Linked DNA regions of Gasterosteus aculeatus: region 2 is linked to region 1. Evidence: chromatin contacts called from public Hi-C data. All regions are on one chromosome and are shown on one strand. The core of a region is the stretch at or near the end of the contact, and the rest is flanking DNA. Distances in the headings are between cores, read along the strand shown.

Evidence for each region. Hi-C and Micro-C count contacts between places; a contact is called where the count stands out from the background.
Region 2: a contact with region 1 is called in a Hi-C map of skeletal muscle, with 2.5 times the contacts expected there. The contact joins the enhancer-like site here to the promoter of znf385d in region 1. A contact is called at or near these places in 3 of 6 Hi-C or Micro-C datasets (skeletal muscle and whole body).

What each region holds. Positions count from the first base shown.
Region 1 is chr20:4,983,109-4,988,194 of fGasAcu3.hap1.1, reverse strand. znf385d (zinc finger protein 385D) reads left to right here and starts at 2,434. Exons shown (of 8, transcript XM_040165967.2): 1 at 2,434-2,729. The coding sequence starts at 2,708.
Region 2 is chr20:5,016,042-5,021,127 of fGasAcu3.hap1.1, reverse strand. No RefSeq gene overlaps it. Among protein-coding and RNA genes, the nearest start is that of LOC120810496, 14 kb to the left of the region's middle. Within about 2 kb of position 2,492, at least 1 of the 9 cell types and tissues checked has open chromatin away from gene starts, as enhancers often do.

The DNA of each region.
Region 1 (5,086 bases), core at 1,185-3,684:
CATCGCAGCAGGTGGGAGGCATCGGCGACGTGTCGGATCTGGGTTTGTGGCTGTTATGTAATTAACGTTTTGCATTGCGGATTACATTTGAGTACAAAAGCCCTAAAATAAAATACCAGGCAAACCCCCACCAGAACAAAAATAAACCCGGCTCGTCATTTGAGAAGGCATTCTTCTTCTAAAAGACTCCTCAATGTGCTACCGACGAGAAATAAGAGAAAATACTTCTGAAAAGGACATTCGCGGCTCCACAGAGTGCGCCTTTTTTCAGAGATGGCACATGGAAACGTAACTGGAAAATCAATTGGTTCACCATCTCTTTATAAATGATGTGTAATCTTCCACAACATTGCAGTTTCATTGTCATTTATATTTCCCTTTGTGTTGCCGGTCGTAATGTAATTGTGTGCATTTGGCCGTAATGTCTGCATCCTACCAACACGTTCATATGGTTTTGTTATTTGGATATTATCAATGTTTTTTTGTGTGTGTCATTTGATTGTATAATTTAGTAAGCGTGAGTGGTGTCTATCTCTTTCTGTAAGTCTGTGTGTGTGTGTGTGTGTGTGTGTGTGTGTGTGTGTGTTAAGAGCCAACATGTACAGGGGAGCAGCAGTCTCATGGCTGCAGGAGCAGAGCAGCAGCAGCCTGATATCAGCTCCTGTTGAGTCTGATTACACCCAGCGTGAGAGAGGGGGGAGAATAAGAGAGAGAGAGAGAGAGTTAGTGCAAAACAAGACAGAAGGAAGCGAAATGCAACGAAAAGACTGTCAGGGAATGTGCGAATGTCAGAGAGAAAACAAAAGCGTGAGTGTCAGCAACAAAGGATGGAAGGGACGTGTAAAAGAATTGTAGTGGCAGATAAAAAAACAGAATCAATCAGTGCACTTAAGTGACTGTGTTACTGTCAGATTTCTGCAGTAATCAGATTACCTAAATGTCATGTTAACAAGAAAGCCGGTGTCCATAATTGGGGTGCTGCGATTTAGGTTTCCCTAATCGCCTCGTTAGATATCTTCTGGAGAAAAGACTTTGTAGTGGGAAAGCAGAGCATGAAGGCAAAGATTTGCCGATGCGAAAGCGTTTCGAATGAATTGAATCAAAGTCGGAGCAGAATTTAAAGTCACGCAGCCTCCAAAAATATTAATAAATCAGGTTTTAGAAAGAAAATCTGTAAAATAAAATTAAAATAATGAATTAAACATCCTGGAAAACATAAAGTTGAGAATGGGAGAGAATGCAAACTGCAAAAAAAAACAACCTGTATTGTCAATATAAATCATGTCAAATGAAAGCTGGCGAGTGTCGAGTTTGGACGCGTGCTTCGAGGCAGCAGTGGGTTCATTAAGAGATTTTACAGCTAGTGATTAAAACAATTCTTCCACCGGCGGCGGCTTCGTGCAGCACGTCTCATCTAACAAGCTTTGCATTGATGTCGATGGAAGATACTTCTGTCCGTCCGGTTGAGTCACGCTCCTCTTCTCTTTCATTTGTTGGTCACTTGAGCAGAACAACATTCGTCTGAAGTTGTGTCAGGCGGCCCGGACCAAGTCTCCCTCCAGCTCTGTTTCGGTCTCCAGCTGCTCCCCTCTGGAAACATCTGGCTCTTTACGCTCGCTTCACGATTCACGACATTCGCCCTGATTTTCCACGCGTGAAAATGTTTTTGGAGATCCAACGATCAGATCAACGGGTAAAGTCCACCAACCCGACCTCCTCCCCACCCGGACTCCCATCCACTCACTTGATGATCCAGAAGCAAAATACCTTCCTCTCCAGAAGAAGAATTCACATGCAAAGACCAAGAGCCAGATGGTCGCCAGACGAATCCCGCAGGTTAATATCTAAATATCTGGAAACCTGAGGGAGGGGTCTGTCTCACAAATAGGACACATGTAGGAAAACATCTAGTCCGGCACGTTGGTGTTTAAATGTGACGTAGCAGAGTTTGGAACTTGGCTTCAGCGGCTCATTGCTTCAGTGCACCGGCTGTAGTTCCTACCGTTCTTCGTCTGCAGCGTGGGGCCATTGCTCCTAGAGAGAGGGGGGGGGGGGGGGGTGAGACAGGAAGGGAGAGAGAGGGAACAGTCAGAATAAAGAAAAACGAGCGAGCCGGAGATGCAAGCATGGGAAAGGGGAATAGGATCAAATAAATGAGATGCAGCGGGTGGAAATGCGAGCAGAGTGAGAGTCAGAGAAGCAGAGTTGACACATAAAACAAACACGAGACACCCAGAGAGAGACACACACACACGTTGGTGAAGAGGAGGCTGTTGCTGTAATAAAATAAATAAAATAAGAGTAGATAGACACATCGGAAGAAGAGTAAAGACAGAAAGAAGGGGGGGGGGGGACCCGTGTGTGGAGGGGGGAGGAGAGGAGGAGCAGACAGACAGCGGAGAAGGGGGAGCTAAAGAGGAGGGGAGGGGAAGAGACGGGCGAGGGAGGACCAGTGCTACAAGCGAGAGAGAGAGAGAGAGGGAGGGGGAGAGGGAGGGAGAGAGAGGGAGGCAGATACGGGGGTCCACAGTCAGCGGCGGCGTGCAGAGAGCAGCATGCAGGCTGGCCGTTGAGGCTGCAGTCGGATTTGAACGCACATGCACAGACGCACACACCCCTGAGGAGTGTGTGGGACGTGCACGGGCTGCCGTCCATGGACACACACACACCGGCAGGGCAGCAGAGAGGACATACAGCGTGAGGAGACATGGAGAGCAGCATGTTTTTTGGTGAGTGTGCTTACATGTTTGTTGTAATTTCATCCTCTCGTTTTATTTGTAGGTGTGTGTCTGTCTGTGTGTGTGTGTGTGTGTGTGTGTGTGTGTGTGTGTGTGTCTGTGCAGAATCCCTCATCTAAATGTGTGTTTTCTCGCTTGTTCTGGATACTGAAAGCAAGAAGAGAAGAAGCGGTGGTTTTCATTAGGAGAAAAAGAGTGTGAAGTTACACACCTGGGTTGTTTTGTGTGTGTGTGTGTGTGTGTGTGTGTGTGTGTGTGTGTGTGTGTTCCCGTCCCCTACACTCGGGTTGCCTGTTTCTTGTCGTGCAAACTAAAGACGAGGGAAAAAAGAGCCGCCTGCACACAACAACAAGAAGAAGCGATGAGAAAGGAAGTGTGAAGTTGCGCACCGAACTGTTGAGAGGAGCCGCTCACCAGGTAGCCCTCTTCCTCTTCCTCTTCCTCACCTTCTGGTTTATTACACCCAATCCCAGGCGGATGGAACCCAGGCTTTGGTTTCCACGTGTGGCCGTTCGAGCGGCTGACCGTCCAAATGAGATCGGGGACGCGCGGGTCGAGAGCACACTTGATATTCTCGGAGGAAGGCCCCTTCCATTAGATTTGATGGAGGAGGCTTAGGGAGACTTAATGCTCCTCTTCAAGGGCTCTTCTCACGGCCGGCTTACGGTCACACAGGGAGGGGGGGGGGGGGGGGGGGGGGATCCGGAGTTCTGAGAGGGGTGATTAGTTATGAAAGACTCTTTTTTTTCTCATTCCGGTGGATTAAAGTGACCCGGAGTCACAGAGCGAGGCTTGTACGGTCTGATTACGCCGTGCACGGGGGGGAGGAATCAGCTGTCAGCTCTTTGAGATCCACCAGGTCAGGTGTGCGGGCTTCTGGAGAGCAGGCGGGTGATGCAGGTCTGGTTAGCCGGTGAGATGGGTTTTGGAATGTGGCCCCTTTTTTGACCCCCCCCCCCCCCCCAAAAAAAAAAAAGAGATGGAGAAGCTGGAGACAGCCTCAAGGAAAGAGCGGCTCGGGCGGGTCGCTGCGGTTTTGTGGGTTTTCCGTGCTTCGTTTTTCTCAGACAAAATACGGTGAAACGTCTTCTCTCACTCGGTGTGAAACAACACAACAACGGGAGTAAAGGTCAGCGGGAGTAAAGGTCAGCGTGTGCGTCGACCACGCGGCTCTGAGAAAAAGGGGATGGTGTCACTTAAGAGGGTTGATAATACAGCTCTGCTGATTCATCATGAGACCCCTTGACCTCTTTACCAACAAGGCACCGACATGGAGAAGGAAAGGAGAATAAACAGAGCGTAAGTTGCATTAAACGCCGTCCTCGTGCAGCAAAAGGCAAAGCGCACCACAACCCGGCAGGCTAATGGATCTTGAGTGCGCGCTGCAATCATGCGAGCTTTCAGAGTCGTCGGGGCCTCGTATGGAAATCTATCCGGCGCGACGCCGTTTAGCGGCGCGCTAAGCGTCTTTCTGGTTAACCTGCAGAATTACACAGCTGTGTTTATTAGGCAGCGAGCGCTACAGCGTGCTAACAGGCGGGAGGGGGGGGGTTGCGTACCTCGGGGTCAAACGCACGCGATGGAATGTCACGAGAATGCGGTGAGTTTACCTTGTGAAGGTTAAGTGGAAAATCTGTGAAAGTGAAGCTTTAACGAGAAAAAGAAAAAGGAAAAGAGCGAAGGCTTTAAATCCGCCCTTTGTGCTCACTTTGTTTGATGTAATATGGGTGAAATGGTTTTATTGAAGGGAAGCACTGATCTCAGACCATGTTAAGGGGCCAGAGAATCCAATCAGCGCGCTCCAGGAAAAACACAGCGGCGTTAATCACGTCTGCGGCGTCATCCGCATACAAATGACTCCCGGCGATATTCAGATTGATCTAATAATAATTGGATTTCTGTTTGCCGAGGGAAGCAGGAAGGTTTCGCGTTTGGAGGCATCTCTCGGCCTCTCTGGACGGATCTTATCTGAGGAGCAGCCGGGTTCAGGACGTTAACGGGCGGCGGAGGCAGAGCAGCACAAGATGATTAATTATTAATGCCGGTCGGCGTCCTCCAGACATCATTTTAACTCTCCCTCTCTCGACCGCCGCAGGAACGCTTCAGCGCAGATAAGGGAATCTGTGAGGACGGGCGGTGCAGAGGACGGCCCGCGTCACTAAACAAGGCCTCGGAGGGAACGGGTGAACAAAGGCCAGCGGGGGGCGGGGGCTTTTCATCAATTCTGATCCTTTTCAAAGATTTTCAGCCCGATCGCATCTCAGTTTCATTACACTCGTGGGCAAAGCGGGCGCAGAAAAAAAAAAAAATGAAGAAAAAAAAACGAAGAACCTCCAAAGAGCCGCGGG
Region 2 (5,086 bases), core at 1,243-3,742, 33 kb before region 1:
TGTAGGGGCGTGTTAGCCACCAGAGACTCATGCGCTCCTGTGAAAGGTTTGAACCGAGAGGCGCTAAAGAGAGCCGGGCCCACTGAGGAAATGGAAGCACATCACTGCGAACAGACGCCGTGCACGTGTGCTCGCACAAATTGGTTGTGTTTTGTTGAGCCAAACAATGGATGCAGGATGCTTGACTTTAAACTTGTAAAAATGTTTCATAACTTTGATTTCCCTTCTTTCTTTGCCTCGGAAGTATGTGTGCACTGATATGCTTTTATTTTACCGGTGTATATACATATATACATCTATATATATGCCACTTATCATCAGAGTGAAACCCTGAGATCGACTCTAACACAAGTCCTGGTGAAGCAATCACCGACTAACGGGGCCACTCGGCCCCCAGCGGTCCCCTCTCATCATCTGAAAACCTTTCTTTTCCAAGTTCACAGCTCAGTTCTCGATTCAAACTCCAGAGCTTGAAAGACATAAGTGAGATTACAACAACTGATTCAAAAAGAATTACGAGATTTGGTATTTTTGGTATAACAAATACATGCATGGGACATTATATCAGAGTGATGCAAACAACCACGGCAGCCATAAAGGAAACTACCCGGTGAGGCTGAAGCACATTGTGAGATTTGGGAAGGCACTGAAACGCTGGGTGAGGAGAAGCTGCTTTATATGTTTGTTTATTCCTCTCCGAGGGCTGGTGGGTTCTCACACGAATCCCCCATGGACAGATTTTGAAGTCCAACAACATGATTCCTTTTGAACCAAAACACAATCGGTATCACCAGTTGAAAGGAGGCGACGATCGAGAAGATGAGAGAAACGCCGGTCTCGCTGTGGCTTTACGTGTTAATTATTGTGCTTATCTGTGTGTAGAAAAGGTGAAACGTTTCATCACTGCAATCTGAAATGTATAAACATTTCAAAAGGATGTAATTATTTCAGCATCAGAGCTTGATGTGATTGGAGGTAAAGGTCTGAAGAAGGTGATAAATTGTAATTAGTAATCTGCTTTTCACTCAGGCAGTTACTGCTTGTTATGAGCTGCGGATACAAACGTTTGAAATTAAACTTTATGACACAATGAGGTGCAAAGAAGGTTTTGTTCTTATCAAGTTAGCGCACTGTCATCTGCATGCTTGTGTTTTAACACTCACTGTCAAGACAGTGTGTTTCTCGCAGGAAGGTTGTGTTTCATGTTCATCATCATCATCATCATCATTAGGCGTCTTTGTGTGCAGTCAGTTACAGATATTCAGACGCTGAAGCTGCTCTTGCTGAAAGTTCAATAATAACACTTTCCATATTTCATCTGGACTCTGTGTTTCTTCTTTCCCCACCACGCTCGTCGATTCTGAATGTCCGCGATGACAACGTGGCCTTTTTGCATTTGTCATCTTTACTCAAACGCTGCTCTCCTCTCTGCTATCAGTGTGTTGCCTGGAAGCCCAAAGCAGGCGTTGCTTAGTTTTGGCTGAGTCTTCGTTAACAAACCCTTTGGATGTTATTCGTGGGAGGAAATCCATGCAAACATAATTCAGGACAGAGAAAGAAGCCGCTTTCTGTTTTTCAGACTCATCTATTTGTAATGATGTTGACTTTTCTGGCAAAGGAAAAAAACAGACGAGGAAACCGGATCGGTGCAGTGCTGAGTTTGACCTGCAGGTGACAGCAGTAGCATATTTAATATGTGCATACTTATGTATGTGCATGTACATGCTTTACGCGCACACACGCACGCAGACATGTAAACAAGCCTAAAGATCATTGTTTTAATATTTTTCTTTAGTTAGATTTTGCAGCTTTAGCTCCGATTCATGTAAACTGATGTTTGATCAGCTCTTTTGGGGATAAATCTCTCTCTGCCAGCAGCCCTGTTCTTGTTTGAAAAGAAAAACAAATAAGTAAATCAAATCCATTTCAATCAAAAAGGGGGATATTTCATTCAAAGTTGTGCGATATTCTAATAAAGTCTTTTGAGATGTGAAGTGCTGCGGGACCGACTCGACCGCTGCTGTTCTCACCAGACTCCAGCTGTGTTTTCACCACTTTGCCCGCCAAAGAAAGGAGCAGTGGAGTTGCTGACTTCCCCCTGTGGGTTTGAAGTGGTGACAAATAAAATGAGGTTTTCTTTGTTCTCTGCGCTTGCTTTCTGTCCTCGAGCACAACCAATTTTTTTTTTTCTTTGACAGGTTCCTTCATTTAAAAAAAAAAAAAGACCAAAAAGGATAAAAAAGAAAATCAAATCTACGGTGTGCATGGAGTTATAACTATAATGCCATGGCAACTGCTCCGAGGCGGTTCTTTTCCAACATTTGGGATGGTAGTTTTCAGAGAGCGCAGATGATGTGATATAATTGATACAAACCTTCAGCACAGAACACGGTTTCCTTCGTGGAGCTGTGAGGTTTCATTAACCCGCTGCTCACCCAAGACAAGGCTTTTGCTGAGCATGTTGTTTCACACGATTGCTCACATTCCCAGCTGGAAGCGGGCCCGGCCCCACCTCTGGAGCAGCTGGCTGTTATTAGCCTCTCTCCTCGGCAACATGAGGTAACTCTGCACACCAAAAAAGGGATTTCTCAAAAGCAGATCAATTTGCCGTCCAAGGTACGTTGACAAAAAAAACAAAACCCCAAAGGCCGCATTGATTTTTATTGGGCTGTCCTGGAACAAGGAGCCAATCTCATAAAGTCATTTTATACGACGTGAAAGTACTCAGGACAAAAAGAGGAGGTTTAACATTCGGTCAAATAAACCCACCCTTAAAAAAAAAAAGGAGGACGAAGGGGCTCTTTCGCTGCGGCAAAATGCTAAACGCCACCTCAGCAGAGGGTCGAACCTCGTGTTGAAATCCGCTGTGAACTCATTCCCTGCTGCCGGGGATCACAGTGCAGGTTTGTCTTCTGCCGGACGGTACAGAGGACGTGCTGTGATGACCTTCAGTAAGGACATCCTCCGTCCTCCCGATGGGGGAAGGGGTGGGGGGGGGGGGGGGGGGGGGCTGATGGAGTGGTTGACCCTGGGTGTTAAGTAATGAGGTGGTGGTGGTGGTGGTGGTAGTTAAATTGAGGGGGAGGGGGCCGAGGGAAGTGTTTAATGTGAAGGGAGGAGCAGCTGGCAGAGGCAGCGGTTGGATCTGTTCCTCGGGCCCAAAGATGAGGAGCTGCAGCGAACCCCCGCCCCCCCCTCCCCACCCCCCAACACCTCGGCCAGTTCGTTCAGAGAGGAGAGCCCTGATAGCCAGATCAGAGAGATCCCCCCCGCAGGAAACACCGCCATTCCTCTCCGGCGTGCTCACGGCGTCTTATCGCCTGCTCGCGGCGCCATAACGTGGCTGTTGTCGGGTTGCGCCACTCGGCACGCCTTCACGACGCCTTCCAAATCCCCGCAGGGAGATAAGCGGCGGAGGCCTTTTAGGTGTGCAAGCGATGCTGAGATGGGGAGCAAACAGACACACGAACCTTCATGCACAGGACGCTGGGGAGGAATAGGAGGGGGGAGGAGGGGGGGGTGCTTCTCCTTGTTTTAAGTTACTCCACCGAGGCCAGTGCAGGAACCTTTTTTGGGCATCAACATGTGAACTAGTGTGTCCAGGGAGAAAAAAGTCAACCCTCAGCGAGCTGCATGTAAGACGGAGGAGAGACCGATGAAGCATTGCTGGTTATTATTTTTAATACGTGACGCTTTGATAAATTACAAAAGGTTAGCACTGTTAGCACTGTTAGCTGCTATCAGCTAGCTCAGACATCAGCCATGTTGTGAGCCTTTGAGAGGCAGCAGATATGCTCCCAATCTCGTAAACAGCACCTGTAAATAAGAAGACTGCAGATTTATTTCATATTTAAATATCCGGCCCCGTCTGACGCCTCTTCTGGACCTCAATTAATGACTTCCAACTGCAGAAAAATGTCATTATTGGTAAATTGATCAAAGGACTAACTGTGCAAAGGGAAGCCTAATATGTGAAGTGCACATGATAAAAAAAAATAAAAAATCAAATTTTTTCACAGAAATAAATCCTTAATTTCAAACAGAAAATGAACAGATGGACCCACGGTAATTTTGTCTTTGTCGAGTGCAATATTAATACAATGGTAAACTCATTTTTCAACTCTGAAATGCTCAAAAATAGGGCAGCAAGGGTTTTTCTCCAGTCAATGTTCCCACATGCACGCCGACACGGTCCGGCTCTTTCTCTCTCATTCCTCTTTGCATTTGGTGCCATTCAATTTACCCAATTGCATTTGTTTTCCAGGGCTCTTGTTCATTTGTGTGCACGATAATGGACAACTGCGTGCGTTTATTTTTTTTCCTTCCCTCCAGCTCCAAATTGCGGCGAGAAGCAGGAGGAGAATTGTAAAACACATTTATCTGCCTCAGACATCCGTCTCCGGTCTGAATATTGAAAGCAGCCGGCTCGGAGTCTTGGCGGTCTGTCCTTGGGCCTCGTCGACGGTGCACCGTGCGTCCGAGGGGAGCTTCCGCGGCGGCCCCCCGGTGATTCACGTTGCCCGAGCAGCTTTACATGCAGAGGAGGTGGACTGAGTGCATCGACAGAAATAATAAACCGTATCAGAAGCCTGCAAGTAACCGGTGAAGTGACGCAGAAGGGAAAGCAATGAAGTGCGTGGAGGTGACTGTAAATAAGTAATAATATCTGTGTGGCAACAAGCAGAAGCTGCACATATTGACGGAGTACTTTGCCCACGTCTATATATAAATCTGTATATAGTCAAATATTGGAGAGCATGCATGTGTTGAAGTAATGCTGATATATGTAACTGGATAAATGACACTTCCATTATAGTCTATGAGAATTCAGAGACACACACTGCGAGTAATTGATATGCAAATAGCCAATTTGTGAAGTTGAAGTGTTTCTTTAAACTGCTTTGAGTATCATTTGAAGCATCCTTGCAGGTGTAACTTTCACAGACTAAATATGTTGACTAAATGATGATAATGGCAAGCAATAAATTCTTAATGCTACCCTCCATGCCTGGATCTGATAGCGTCAGACACAATAACATGTCTTGTGTCATTATTTTGTATACAGGCCGCCTCTCAAAGCTTTTTC